Regions from separate parts of the Mus musculus genome. Here all the other regions are linked to region 5. Evidence: chromatin contacts called from public promoter capture Hi-C data. All regions are on one chromosome and are shown on one strand. Each heading gives the region's core, a stretch centred on a gene start, on an enhancer-like site or on the middle of the called end of the contact. The rest is flanking DNA. Distances are from core to core; before and after follow the strand shown.

Evidence for each region. Promoter capture Hi-C pulls out the DNA fragments that hold promoters and counts their contacts. Capture Hi-C pulls out chosen DNA fragments and counts their contacts.
Region 1: a promoter capture Hi-C map of embryonic stem cells shows a contact between it and region 5, with 4 times the contacts expected there. The contact joins the promoter of AA414768 here to the promoter of Nyx in region 5. A contact is called at or near these places in 5 of 39 promoter capture datasets (embryonic stem cells, liver, pre-B cells and 1 more), 1 of 15 datasets of contacts at CTCF or cohesin (large pre-B cells) and 1 of 115 datasets of contacts at active chromatin or transcription factors (large pre-B cells).
Region 2: a promoter capture Hi-C map of erythroid cells shows a contact between it and region 5, with 28 times the contacts expected there. The contact joins the promoter of 1810030O07Rik here to the promoter of Nyx in region 5. A contact is called at or near these places in 9 of 39 promoter capture datasets (the 3T3-L1 cell line, the C10 cell line, cranial neural crest and 5 more), 1 of 484 Hi-C or Micro-C datasets (pre-B cells), 1 of 115 datasets of contacts at active chromatin or transcription factors (large pre-B cells) and 1 of 9 other capture datasets (liver).
Region 3: a contact with region 5 is called in a promoter capture Hi-C map of adipose tissue, with 5 times the contacts expected there. The contact joins the promoter of Atp6ap2 here to the promoter of Nyx in region 5. A contact is called at or near these places in 2 of 39 promoter capture datasets (erythroid cells and liver) and 1 of 9 other capture datasets (adipose tissue).
Region 4: a promoter capture Hi-C map of erythroid cells shows a contact between it and region 5, with 30 times the contacts expected there. The contact joins the promoter of Med14 here to the promoter of Nyx in region 5. A contact is called at or near these places in 2 of 39 promoter capture datasets (erythroid cells and pre-B cells), 1 of 115 datasets of contacts at active chromatin or transcription factors (embryonic stem cells) and 1 of 9 other capture datasets (liver).

Annotation. Positions count from the first base shown.
Region 1 is chrX:12,935,525-12,938,307 of GRCm38.p6, reverse strand. It overlaps AA414768 (expressed sequence AA414768), which reads right to left and starts at 1,435. Exons shown (of 1, transcript NM_001272033.1): 1 at 1-1,435. The coding sequence starts at 1,343. The coding sequence ends at 180.
Region 2 is chrX:12,672,312-12,675,011 of GRCm38.p6, reverse strand. It overlaps 1810030O07Rik (RIKEN cDNA 1810030O07 gene), which reads left to right and starts at 1,373. Exons shown (of 7, transcript NM_175141.6): 1 at 1,373-1,686; 2 at 1,852-1,986. The coding sequence starts at 1,471.
Region 3 is chrX:12,586,470-12,589,257 of GRCm38.p6, reverse strand. Atp6ap2 (ATPase, H+ transporting, lysosomal accessory protein 2) reads right to left here and starts at 1,499. Exons shown (of 9, transcript NM_027439.4): 1 at 1,323-1,499. The coding sequence starts at 1,362.
Region 4 is chrX:12,760,721-12,763,420 of GRCm38.p6, reverse strand. Med14 (mediator complex subunit 14) reads left to right here and starts at 1,448. Exons shown (of 31, transcript NM_001048208.1): 1 at 1,448-1,954. The coding sequence starts at 1,722. It overlaps Gm14634 (predicted gene 14634), which reads right to left and starts at 1,143. Exons shown (of 5, transcript NR_045852.1): 1 at 435-1,143.
Region 5 is chrX:13,459,721-13,462,435 of GRCm38.p6, reverse strand. Nyx (nyctalopin) reads right to left here and starts at 1,346. Exons shown (of 4, transcript NM_173415.5): 1 at 953-1,346.

The sequences.
Region 1 (2,783 bases), core at 186-2,685, 520 kb after region 5:
GCCCAAGACCCCCACAGTAAGCAAAATGAAAAGGTTGGGACTTCTACTGGTGGTCAGTTGACAGTTTATCCACTAAAACACCAATTAGCTAATATCTTCCGCACTACTGTTACAAAGATATGCAAAGCTTGTTTGTGTCTTTAAAGCTACCTTGTTCCAAATACACCACAGTCTACTATTTACCCATCTTCCTTTGGAGGAGTGAACCAGCCCTTTTTCTCATGCATCTGCACGACGGAGTCATAGGACTGTTGGGCTGTTTCTAGATTATATTGATTCTTATCTGCTCCAAAGCGCACCCTGGCCTTGCCTTTGACTAAGGTGGCATTGATCTGCATGATGACTGATTCAATGGAGTAGGCGCTGCTCCAGCCCTGTTTGGTGAGCAGTTCCATACACAACGCCCCTCCACCCAAAACATACCCTCCAGAGAGAATAGGCAACTCGACGCGAACAAATGGAGGATCAAACGGAAAGTTATCTTTGAAAGAGAAGTTAAGCAAAATATAGTCAATGCCTTCTTTTTCATTCAAGAGCTGAAGGTCACCGTACAAGGGACTATCGGGGTCAACCTTCCTCAGTTTAACGTGCCAGTCATATAAGCTGTCGTTTATCAGTTCCACGGAATAAGTCCCCGATTTGTAGCTCTGCGATCTGTATATATCTCTGAGTTCTTTCATAAGTCTGTTTGAAGCATGCACCGAGCCAGACACGGTACCATTCAAATGCTCTTGCCTTTGGCTCTTCTTGATATTCTCTAATATTGCCAAATGCTCTTTCTCAAGCCCTTCATCCTCTGACTTTTTCTCGCTACTAGCCTCTTCTTCTTCTTCTTCTTCTCCTCCTCCTCCTCCTCCTCCTCCTCCTCCTTCTTTCAGCTCATAATGGTCCAAGTCTTCCACCCCGTCAGCTGCATCTTCACCTTCATCTTCTGAAGGCACCTCTTCGATGGTCGCCTTCTGAGCCATGGGGACCGGCTGGTCCAGCATCTCCATATCCAGGTGCTCAGGCAGGTTATATAAGCTGCAGAGTTCACAGATCAGCCACTTGAGCTGCTGACGAAGCGAACTGTTGGGCTTCGAATCTTCCAGTCGTTCCAGGATCGATGTGAGATCTGGATCGTCAGAGTCCACGAACCATATCGGCGGCGAAGATGGGTAGGACTCGGTGATGGAGCAGTGCAGGGTGAGCGGCGGCGAGGGCGGGCTGCCCGCGGGCGCCGGCGGCACCAGGAACTGACACTGCAGCTCATCCAGCTGCCAGCTCACGATGCGCAGCCGCTCGTGGTCCTGGTCGAAGATGGACGCTAGGAACTCCAGCTCGGCCTTAAGCCCCGACGACATCCTTCCTTTTGGGTCCTCTGAGACGAGTGTGGAAGCAAAGAGGCCCCGCGAGACGCCTGCTGGGCTGCCACCGCCCCTGGGGCCGCCGGGCCGGGCTCCTGCGGCTCCGCCTCTGCCCGCCTCCGCGACCCGCAGAGCGTGGCCGCCTCAGTCATAAGTCTAAGCACTGTGTCGCACAATGATCTACAGGGCCTTTTCATCTTGCATAACGGAACCTTTTGTTCTTTTTTTTTTTTAATTTTGTTTTGAAACATAGTCTTGAATAATGGGGGCTGGTCTTGAACTCTGTGTAGCCAAAGATGGCCTTGAACGCCTGAACCTCCAGCCTCTACCTCCCTCCTCACCCAGTGCTGATTTCACAGCGCCACCACACCCAGTTTATGGCCTCCTGGGAAAGGAAGCCAAGGCCACAAGCATTCTAGGCGTGCAAGCTATGGCCCCAAGCTGATTTTAAAAGAAATGTGAACTTCTGATATTTCTACCCTCACCTCCTGGATGGTGGGAACTACAGGAATGCACCACCACAGCTAGTTTGTGTAGTGCTAAAGGCTAAAGATGGAACCCAGGGCTTGGAGCATGTAGGCAAGCATTCTACAACCTGAGCTACATTCCCGGTCGGTTGTTTTCTCGATTCATTTCAACAGTCATTTTAGTTGCTTCCATATCGTGGCTATCTTGAATACTGCTACAGTGAACATGGGTCACTGATTTCAGAGCTGAAAGATGGCTCAGCAAATAAGTATCACTCGATGCTCAAGCATGAGAAGTTCAAATCTTCAGCGCTTGTATAAAAAGCGTGGCCTAGCCTAAGGCATGCCTGTAATCCCAGTGCTGTATGAGAGGCAGACTGGGAGGTTATCTTGCACATACAAAACACAGACACTGAGTTGGGGAGATAGAGAGGAGAGAGTGTGTGAGTGAGTAAGTGAGTGGGGGGGGGGGGGAGACAGACAGACAGACAGACAGAGAGTGAGGAGAAAGAGAGGAGAGAGCTCCTGCTTTTGCTTCTAATAAGCACAAGCAGGCTTGGTGGACTCAGAAGGCTTTAGGTTGTGCATAGATTTGTTTGGTTTTCAAGACATTGTTTCTCTGTGTAGCCTTGGCTGTCCTGGAACTCACACTGTAGACCAGGCTGGCCTCGAACTCAGAAATCCTCCTGCCTCTGCCTCCCAAGTGCTGGGATTAAAGGTGTGCACCACCACTGCCTGGCCTGTACATAGATTTTTTTAAAGGAAACTTCACAGCTACTTCCAGCCCAGCAAGGGCCCAATTTCTCCACATCTTTGTTATCACTAGTCATTTTTTTCTTTTATTATTTACTTATTTATTTTTATCATGCCCCCGGTGAGGTGTGACAAGATACCTCTTGGTGGTTTTCATCTGCGGTTTGCTCATAGTTTAGTGAAGATGAGCGGTTTCACAAGAGTCTCAGCACTTCTC
Region 2 (2,700 bases), core at 124-2,623, 790 kb after region 5:
TCCTAAGTCCAAGTGACCCACTTCTGAGTACCAGGAAAACAGGGCTGTTCCCTACTCCCAGGCCCCCCTTTCAGTTGTTCTTGATACAAAGTTCATACTTACAGAAAATGTTTTAGTCAGAAAAAGGAAAGTCCTAATGTAGACTTCATTCAGAGGTGGGTTTTTTTTGGAATTTTTGATTTGATTTGATTTGATTTGATTTGATGGGAATAGGGTATTTCCCATCATTTGCTTTGAATGGGTCTAATGTTGAGGTTAGTAAGACAAAATTGGTATATACTTTATTAAAGTATTACAGAGCCTGCCTACACTGACTGTACTTTGAGTCTTCAGATCATCACATCTGGTCTCTATTTTTTATAAATTGTCCCCACTTCCAACTGGCCAGTGGTTTGATAAAATGTCCAATAATGTAAACAGTGGATGAAAGAGCATATTTGCGTCAATATAAAATAAGTTAGCATTTACTCAAAGCTTAATGTGTGCCAGGCATCATTGTAAGTGTTCCCATCTGTATAAATGCTCCTCACCACACTGTGAGGTAAGTATTAATAACCTCCTCTTACAGATGATAAACCGAGTTACAAAGAAGGAAATAACGTCTTAATAATATTAAAATTAGGATCAGCCAAGATCAAAACACAAAAAATTGAGAGTTTGAGCCCAGAGCTAGTGGTCCTTACCATTGCCTGTGCAAGGCTTCTCTGTTTACAGTGTTCCTTCCGACTCTTTTGATTCCATACCACTTCAATATGTTTGCCAAGGTCAAAAAACCTCACTCAAAGCATCTAAAACATGTTTTCTCACTTGATGTTGACAATCTAATGCATTCTGGTCTGTGTAGCATATGGCTTCCCTGTGCAGCTGAAATAACCCTTTTCTGAGCTGTCCAAATCCAGGAAGTACATTATCCCTTTTGCTTCTTCCTGCCAGGTACTCTAGTTAAGGAGTTTCTGGTCCTAGTGTCACTTTAACATATGTACTGGGGAGCATGGCACACAATACAATAGGCCCCCTGCTTCAGGTGAGGGTAAGCATGTTATTGATACCCCGAATTTGCTGTTCAGTGGGTTTAGGGATGAGTTAATTTTGTAGAATTGCACAATGCAAGGAACATGTCATTCGAGAAACACACCTTGAGCATTCCTCTTTACAATAAAAAGGTCAGCACATCAGGAGGGGATCAGGTTGGTTAGAGGGTTGGCAGGGTATTCAGGAATAAAAATTAAAGCTTTAAAAGGATTAGTCTAAATGTTCCATGTCCACAAACCAAAGCGGTTCCTTTAAGCGGGGGTGGAGCTGCCACTTCCTGGAGCGGAAACAGTGGCCAGCCTCTAGCCTCTGAAGTGTACACCGCACAGTGACGCTAAACGTCTGGACGTTTTGGGGGTTGGGCTACGCCTGCGCTGCGTGGGAGCATCCCAGGGTGCTGCGCGTGCTTACCGCCGGCCCCGCCTTCAGGAGTAAGACATGGTGGTGTCGGAGCTGGCAGCCCGCCTCAATTGCGCCGAGTACAAAAACTGGGTGAAAGCAGGACACTGCCTGCTGCTGCTGCGCAGCTGCCTGCAAGGTTTCATAGACCGTGAAGTGCTCTCCTTTCACCGTGGACTGCTGGCTGCAGTCCCTGGCCTTGGACCCCATGCTACCTGCCGCGGCGGTTCCCGGTGCAGCCCGCGCGCTCGCCAGGTGAGCTGCTGACCCCGAACTCGGGCGCGTCTCCACAGCTTGTCCCCCTATTCCGTATGCTTGCAGTCTTTTTCCTTCCCGGGGCGGGACTGCTTCCTACTTCCGGGGTGTTCCTGTTTTGCTGCCCCGCCCACCCCAGTCCCTCCTCACCTCTGCCCTCTGTAGTTTCAGCCTCAGTGTCAGGTATGCGCAGAGTGGAAACACGAGATCTTGAGGCATCACATCAACAGAAATGGAGACGTGCACTGGGGAAATTGCAAGCCAGGCCTCTGGCCCAAAGACCCTTGGGAGGTAGCCAAGGTAAGTACTTGTAGCCTGGAGGAAAGCATATGAAGTTGCTCCTGGTGCCCCAGGGTGGAGGGTGGGTTTTGAGTGCAAGCTGGGACTTCAGAAAGTACAGAAATACTAGAAGATAGGTTGGTTCTCTGGGGTCTAGTGGCGTAGTGGTGAGGGGATACTAGAGTGGACCCATCTAAGCTCAGTAAAATAAACGCCTCTGTTTCTTCGCTTCCTGCAGGCACTTGAGTTTTATTGTAAGACGCTGTCTTAAAATAAGGGGAAAAACAATACAGGCTGAGAGACATGGAAGAACAGTTAAGGTTTACTTTACAGCAGACTTTAAAAAAAGGCTTACTTTTGCTGTGGCGTGCGTGCCAAGAGGATGCTTAGCTAAGGTATACATTTTTAGAAGGTAGAAATATTAGTTATGAGGTAGGGGTTGTTAGGCCTGTGTTTAGATTTTGTCACTGTGACTTAATGCCTAGTCTGATTGGGAATTTGCTTGGATTTCTTGATGTTGCCTGGAAGCTGTGTAGTGAGTGGAGGGAGGTGTCAGAAGTAGCTTCCAAATGCAAATTGACAAATTGCTTTACTATTATCTTGGTTTGTGCTAGCTAGTTTTCCGTCAGTTTGACACACCTGGCTTAAAACCACCTGGGAAGGAGGGAATCCAAATAAAGAAGACGCCGCCACAAGATCAGCTTGGAAGGGAACCCACTGCTGTCACTTCATTCT
Region 3 (2,788 bases), core at 250-2,749, 870 kb after region 5:
ATATGTTAACTATTAACACAGAGGGCTGGGCACCTCCAGGGCAGAGAAGAGGTTTGGTGCTCAAAACCATTACTAGGTCTTTTTCACTTCAACTGCCATTCCAAAAGTAGGACCAGCATCTCACACAGCACAGGCACAAGGTATCTCTTTGACACAAAACACCCATTCCTCCCCAAGGTGCTCTCCAGTTGATTTTTTTTTTTTTGAGACAGGGTTTCTCTGTGTAGCCCTGGCTGTCCTGGAACTCACTCTGTAGACCAGGCTGGCCTCGAACTCAAGAGATCCACCTGCTTCTGCCTCCCAAGTATTGGGATTAAAAGCATGCACCGCCATGCCTGGCTTCACTTGACTTATTGTATCTTATTGTCTGCAAGCTCAGCGTCTGTCCCACTACTCCCACGTTGCCACACAGCACTCCCTGTGCCACACACACAGAGTGGAAAGGCATCCATCCCCTTCTTGGAAGTCAACTGATCTGTCTGTCTTCAAACCCAGCTTTGATACATATTCCCCTTGTCATGCCCAGCTTTGATACATATTCCCCTTGTCATACCCAGCTTGATTCATACTCTGCAAAATGGGAATACTTTCTTCTAAGGATTACTGTAAACGAAATGCATTACTACATGATACTCAAGCCACAGGCCAAATATTAGCTCATTTCCATTCTTCTTATTCCATGTTAGAGAGCCTAGGTAGGTTCCACTAAGAAAGCTACCATTTATTTGACATGTGATCCTAAAAGCATGACTCATACCCTGCTCTCCAAATCCTTCAAATTGGGAACTGAAATCAATACTAAGAAATTGCGATCATCTTAAGAAATAATCATTATTTAAAAAACGATGACTCAACTTCACATCCTGATATGTATATATGAGGGAGGTAAGGGTTCACCCGTTGTCAATAACAACCATTAGAAATGAAGGTGGAAAAAAGACAGCAGCTAAAAAGCGGCAGCTAAATTGTTAGCTAACCTTTCCTTGGTAGTGGGTTGTGGTTCAACGGTGTATTAAGAAATGCAAACCCATCCTCCAAAGGGCCTTGAACAGGGAAGGAGTGATCAGACAAATGGGAGGACTGGGTCCTAAGCGGCTACGCGCCTTTACCCCCAAAGGCTGATGTCAGCTCCGGAGTCCCCCCAGGTGGCCCTGCTCGTCTCCAGAGACCACAAGGCCGCTCCGCCCGAGCCAGATCAAGGTCCAGAACCCCGAAGAGGGCCGCCAAGCCCAGACCGCCCCCACTGCGGCCCCCGCCAGCAGCCGCTCCCTCCCAGGGTCCCCGCGCCCCCTAGCTTCCCGCAGTGCTTCCCAGCTACTCACCCGCCACCAGAAAGAACAGGAGAACGACCAGCACAGCCATGGTGCCACGGTTGCTGAAGCGGAGATGAGCCACACGAAAAGGGACGCCGGGACTCAAGCGAGCACTGCAGCTCGACCGAGTGACGCGCTCCCGACGGTTCCGATCCCCAAGCCCCTCCCCTTTAGCCGCTCCAAGACAAGGTCTCAGCCAATCGCCAACTACGCCGCTACACGAGCGAGACGTAGCCTGGTCGACGTCAGCAATTGGGGCGGAGGCGAACGTGATGAATGGCATGCTCTGCCAATAGGAGTCAAGAGTTTTAAGAACAGGGCGGTTCTGTCCCGCCGGCCCACAACGACCGGTCACGAGATGAAGGGTAGGGCCCGCGGTTAGAGCAGGTGGCCCCACTGGTTGCAGGTTCTCGAAAGCCCACAGTGAGGCTTACTCCCGGGTGTGGACTCTTTGTCCAACCTCCGGTGACGATTTTCAACCCAGGCTTCGGTCTTTCCCGGTCTTGCACCTCCCGCCCGCTGCGACTGACAGATGGAAAGCGCTGGGCTAGCTCAGGTTTTGCTCTCTGGAGTACACAGACGCTGAGTACCTGAGGGAAGGAAGCCTGGCGCCTAGGGGAACCCCTGTCCATCTAGAAGAGATGCTACTTAAAATATAGGACTCCCGCTTGAATCTGAGTTGCAAAGAGTGATTTTTAGTGTGTCTAAAATATTTGTTTTACTTATTTTTATATATACGAAGTATCCATTGTCTGAAAGTGAAATATAACAGGGTATCCTGTTTTTTGATTTACTGTATTGAACAACTCTGCCTCCAAACACTGCGTACACAAGGAGTGATCCGATAGAATATTAATTATTTCGTTCTGAAATAATTAATATTTTCTAATCTGAATAAGGAGTTCAGGGAGGCTATGTGACGGCTAGACACACTAATTAGACCAAAATCATCCCTTGGCTCATAGCCTCTTACCTATGATGTAAGGCAAGAAGTGACATTGCCCATAATCTGTGGTTAGAAAACAACTTCTCAGTTGATGACCTTGAAAGATGAATATGATTTTAATATGTAAGTGGAGGATGTGGAAAGTGTAAAGAAAGAGTATAGCATATATGGTAGGGAAATGCCTCTTCCGATGAACTTTTAAATGTTTAGTTGGACAAAAGAGATTTTATAGGATAGAAGGATAGAGCTAAAATTTTAGTTCCTTCCTTCCTTCCTTCCTTCCTTCCTTCCTTCCTTCCTTCCTTTATCGTTTGGGGATGGAACTCCAGATCTGTGCACAATCTAGGCAAGTGCTCTACCACTGAGCCATACCTCAGGAAAATAATTTCTTTTAAAAGACCTTGACTTGTACACAGAAGAACTACAATTCATTAAGTACAAGTGGAGGAACCATTGGAAATGGCTGGACAGTGTTCAGTACACAGACGTAAGATAGGTGCCCTTGAGGGGAGATGGCTGTTTTATTCTT
Region 4 (2,700 bases), core at 199-2,698, 700 kb after region 5:
GTCATTTAAGGAGAACCCAACTCAATAAAAAATAGCTGGGGATATAAAGGCAGAATGTTTGCCTACTATAGGCAAGGATTTGGTTGGATTCAATCCTTAGTCCTGCAAAAGGCAATGTTGTGGCAGGAGGTGGTGGTATATTCTAGCTGTCACCACAAAGAATAAAGTATGAGAGGTGATCAAAGTCAATGAGTCCGATTTGTTCATTCGGGAGTGTATTCATGCACTGTACCCCATAAACATATGCAATTTAACACTGTACCCCATAAATACATGATTTATCAATCTGAAAAATGGATGAGGTAGTGGAGGAGCTTGTGATCCCAATTACTTTGAGCTCAAGAGCTAAAAAATGCCAGCCCCGACAACACAGTGAGACCAAGAATCAAGAGCACTGCAATTGTACAAGTGGAGAACAAAGAGAATTGTCTAACCTTACGATCAGCATGAGCATCTGTTACACCTGCGAGAGATGAAGCTGCAAAACGATGTTTAGGTAGGGTCACAAAAATAGACGCTTTTAACAGTTAATTTTTCCGTGACTTGTGCGTGAGAATAGCTAGGTTACTAAACAAAAAACAAAAATAAACGCACACAAAAAAACTTTCGAAGCCCAGACATCACGAAAGACCAATTGCTTCCGAATCTATGGAGGTGGAGGGAACCCACAGACATGTTTAAAGGCTTGCAGTTCGTTTCAAACAGAAGCCAAGATTAGAAAACAGACAAAACATGTGGATTTTGGGAGAAAGAGGCTGTAGTTGGAAAGATGAAAACCCAGGCAGGATAGGGCGGCTACTGCAAGGGCAGGGACAAAAGCCAAGAACACCAGCAAAGGATTTAAGGACTACATGTGTTTCAATGTTGGGCTTTGGGTGACAGCAAAGGCGCGGCACACAGGAGACTGCATTCAAATGACGTTATTGTGTCGTTGCTCTTGTCCCACAATTGACAAAAAAAAAAAAGGAAAAAGGAAAAAAAGAGACTGTAACGTTTTCTCCCACGCGTCGCGCCAGGGTCGCCTATGGGCGGAGCGTGCGTTGGACAGTCACAGCGCGCGGTCGCCGCAGGCCGCCTTTTTGGGGCCCCGAGAGGAGAGACGGGTGGTTTCTCCGCCAACCCTTCTCCGTTCACCGTCCCGCTGCGGTCGCCTAGGCGGGGAAAAAGAGCGCTTAGGGACCACTGACGTTACTGTGACGCGGCCGCTGGACTGGCGGCGCGGCTTCCGGCGCCTTGCGCCCACCCCCCTTTCCGCTTTCCCGCCCACGCACCTCCTGGCTCCGCCCCTCTCCCACGCACCCCCTCCTCCTGTCCCCCAGAACAGCACAGCGCGGGGAACGGTCGCAGGTTGCCTTTGGAAAGGGCCTCCCGCGGGTTCCCCTTCCGTTCTGCCTGGCGACTTCCGCTCTCGGCCCAGCAACATGGACGCTATAACCCGCCGGCCGGGCGGCCGCTGAGCAGTCGCGGAAGCTTCCCCACTTGAGTGGCGGCCGGCCCGCCTCTCTGCCCTCCCGCCCCACGCTCGCCTCCCTGCGGCCGGCCGGCCCGGCCCTACATGGGGGCGGGCCTCCGCAGCTTGGGCTCGGCTTCCTGTTCAGAGGCGGCCTGGCGCTAGGCGGCGGCCACTCTGCCCGCGCCCGCCTCGGTGCGGTCACCGAGCCCGGGAGGAGGCTCCAGGGCCGCATCTCAGGCGGTTGCCCCGAGCCGGGCTGTACGCCGCCATGGCCCCAGTGCAGCTGGACAACCACCAGCTGATCCCTCCTGGCGGCGGCGGTGGCAGCAGCGGCGGCGGAGGCAGCAGCAGCGGCTCCGCGTCTGCCCCGGCTCCCCCGCCGCCCGCAGCCGCTGTGGCGGCGGCAGCTGCGGCGGCAGCTAGCCCTGGATACCGGCTTAGCACGCTCATCGAATTTCTGCTCCACCGGGCCTACTCGGAGCTTATGGTGTTGACGGACTTGTAAGTGCTGCGAACCCATGCCTGCTTCCCGGCTCCTCACTTGCCCTTCCCGCCTTCAAGAGAGGCTTATGCTTGCCATTTACTGAGCTAGGCTGCTGAGCGTAGAATTTGGAAATTCATGGGGTTTAGGTTCTGGGGACAGGGAGGAGGTAACTATTGGGGATCTGGTTGACGATGAAAGCACGGAGACTGGTTAGTTTCGCATGTTAACACTTGCGCTGAAGATTGTCTTTGGGATTTTTGTCTTGAGTTCCCAACAGAAGTGTATTAATTTCTATGTGGAATATTTTCTAAAAACCTAAGTCGAAGAGTAAGCATTGAGGACTACGTAGAATTCGAACTGAACGGGATTTTCAACGAAGGGAAATGTTTTACATCTTTTTTGACAATGTTTTAAATGAAGGTTGCAATTGTTTCTCTTAAAATGCCGGAGGTCGATTCTGTGTAAAACAATTACATTATAAATTCTGATTCTTTCTGCAACATTTGAAAGCGTGTTAAGTCTTTATGGATGTAGTGAAAGTAGAATACTTTTTTTCTAATGAGCCTCCGGGTTTCAGTCTAGTTACCTATGAAATGCCTTGGGGCGTGATTAGGGTGTTAATACCTTCAGAGTACAAGCCGACTACACGGATGGTTCACTATGTGAATAAAAGGTACTAGGAAAATTTGAAACTCTTTAGCATCTTCTACCTGAGGTCCATAAAAGTTTTCTTTTTACCTATTGTTAGGCTCCCTCAGGTTTC
Region 5 (2,715 bases), core at 97-2,596:
ACACCAAGTTGTTCTAATCAGACGAAGCTTCTTCAGAAAACTTGAGGTTACAATGCTGAAGGCAGAGCAAGGAATTGGTCGCCTAGGTTATGGTTGGTTTTTGTTGTTTTGCTTTTGTTGTTTTTTTTTTTTTTTTGTTTTCTCTCCTGAGATTCCAGTAAGAAGCCAAAGAGTCACCCTCACTGCCTATGTGAGATCAGGATGAGGCACCCCTAAACTGCCTTAGCTGAAACCATCCTTTTGTTGGAATCCCTGGCTCCTTGTAGGGCTGGGGGAATCGACCTGAATTCACAGCCTTAGCTCTGGACTGCAGCAGGGGACGCTACTTATTCTGCTGACTCTCAGAATGACGTCACCCCAAGGACAGGCCCAGACAAAGTCGGGATGCAGGCTCGTACCGGATTCCGGGTCCTGCGCACAAAGCGTGCCTTGGCGGTCGGTCGTAGAGGGGCAGCTGGCCACGAGTCCCCAGTATGAACGTTTAAGTCCCTATTCCTTCCCACCTCTCTGGATTTCGAAAACTAGTTCAGCTCGCTAGCCCGGGTTAGCAACCACTCGTGACGCACCAGGGGACTTTTTCCCTCTCAAGGTCACGTCCTTGCGAAACCTGGACAGCCACTGCGGGTAACCCGTGCTGCAGCCCCGCCCGCTCCCAAGGTCTGGTGGGGCGGGGCATCCGAGCATGGGCCCCGCCCTCCCAGGCTTGCCCATCAGAGGGCGCTGAAGCTCCAGCGCTGGACCAGTGCCACCGCAACCTATCTTATCGTCCCCGCCAGGAAGCAGGCTCCAGCATGGCGGCGCGGGGGCGGCTGCCTGGCCCGGAAAGGCCCGGGGCACGCCTGAGCCGGAAATCTTAGTCACGCACCTGAAGTCGCTGGAAGGCTAGCTGCCCTGGTCAAAGGACAGCCTGCCAAAAGTCCCTCTGGAGAGGGTCCTTCAGTGACCTACTCACCTGACTGACCCTGGAGTCAGGAGGGTGGATAATAAGCCAGTCTGACACAGCACATAAAGGGTTGGCCCAGGATTTCTTCTGCTGTGCTTCTCAACAGACTCGCTGCCCTAATACTCCAAAATGCACGTTCCAGGAGCTGCATGTGAAATCGCCACTCTCTGTGGCCTCCAAAAATAGAGCTGTAGGCCCATCTGCCTTGCCCAAGGAAAAGACCCAAACTCAATGCAGCAGGGAACTGCCAAGTATCAAATCAATGTCCCAGTCTCAAAGAGGCCTCTGAAACAATGGTTGATGGCGCTGACACATGCTAAGAGGTGAAAGAGGTCCTGGGACAGGTTTCCTAAGCCACCAGCAGCACGGCCAGACAACAGTTGAAATCAGTAGTTATGGACCTAAGGAGCTAGAGGCTTTAGAATAAAATGTTAGGGGGAAGAAAGGAATTGTTCTGATCTGTGATCAGAAGGACTAGGATAAGAGGAATTGGGCAGAGTCCCAGGAGTGAAGGGTTAGTCAGTCCATAGCAGAATTGCTGCATTTTGGCAAGTCCGTTCTGAAAGCTGAAAGTGAGGTGACCTTCAATGGGTAGTCTTCGGCACACAGGGCAACAATGCAGTGCAGCAGATTTGTCCTTTTCTTTGTTGATTTAGCTGGAAGCTGTCAGTTAAAATAATCTCATCTGATCTCTTCCTCCATTCTCTGGCCTGTAACTTAATTTAGAGAGTTTCAGAATTCTCTTATCACAGGTATTCAAGGCAGGCAAAAGATCCCGGAACATCTGATTTCAGAAGACAAGCCATCGAAGATACCTGAGTCTGTGCAATGTTGAGCCACCAGGCAACTGAGTCTCTGCTGATGACCTGTCAGAAAAACAAATGCTGGGAGAGGCTTGGGCCTCCCTGCTGCTCTCAGATAGGCACCTTTTGCCACTTAGAAAATTAGTGTTTGACAGACATACACGAGGCTAGAGCTTGAAGCTGACCAGCAAAGAAAAGATACAAAGGCTTCCACTTTCCACCTGTCAAAGGAATGGATCTAGGGACAAAGAAGTCTGTCGGGCCTGAGATGGGATGGGATCTTCCACCCCACAAAACCCCTGAGGCGTCTATTTGAAAAAATGGGTGAGCTTTAAAACATTTTCCTCACCTGGACTTGAATTTAAAATCCTGTTAGGTTTGAGAGTCGCCTTTCCTGGATACATGTGGCTACCGTTCCTCGTGAAAGAACCCTCTCCTTACAGCAAATGGAGGCTACCACAGAAAACCACAACTGGAGCAATAGATTCTAGGGAGCTCAGGCCCAATGGATACACCTACACCACCACTCCTGCATCTATGACTCAGGGAGCATCGATGAAGAGAAGGAAGTCTGCTGTGAAATGGTCTCTCCTACAAATGACTGCATAAACAAACCAGAACAAAGGTAATATCACAGACATGTTCTCAGGGAAGGGGAAATCCACCAGGCCCCATCCTTAGGCAAAGAGCTACCTACAGGCAACTAATGGCTTTGGGAAAGATGACTAGCCTCTCCCAGTAATGAGCATCCTTAATTGGTTGTCTAATGCAGAATGGTCAGCCTTGAACACACATACACACACACACACACACACACACACATCACCAACAAAAATGGACTGAGCAGGTTGGATATGTGTGTGTGTGTGTGTGTGCACACGCGCGTGCATATTTCATACTCACATGCACACAAATATGTATGTAACAATAAATAAAATATGCTATCTACTTAGGAGTATACGAGGACAT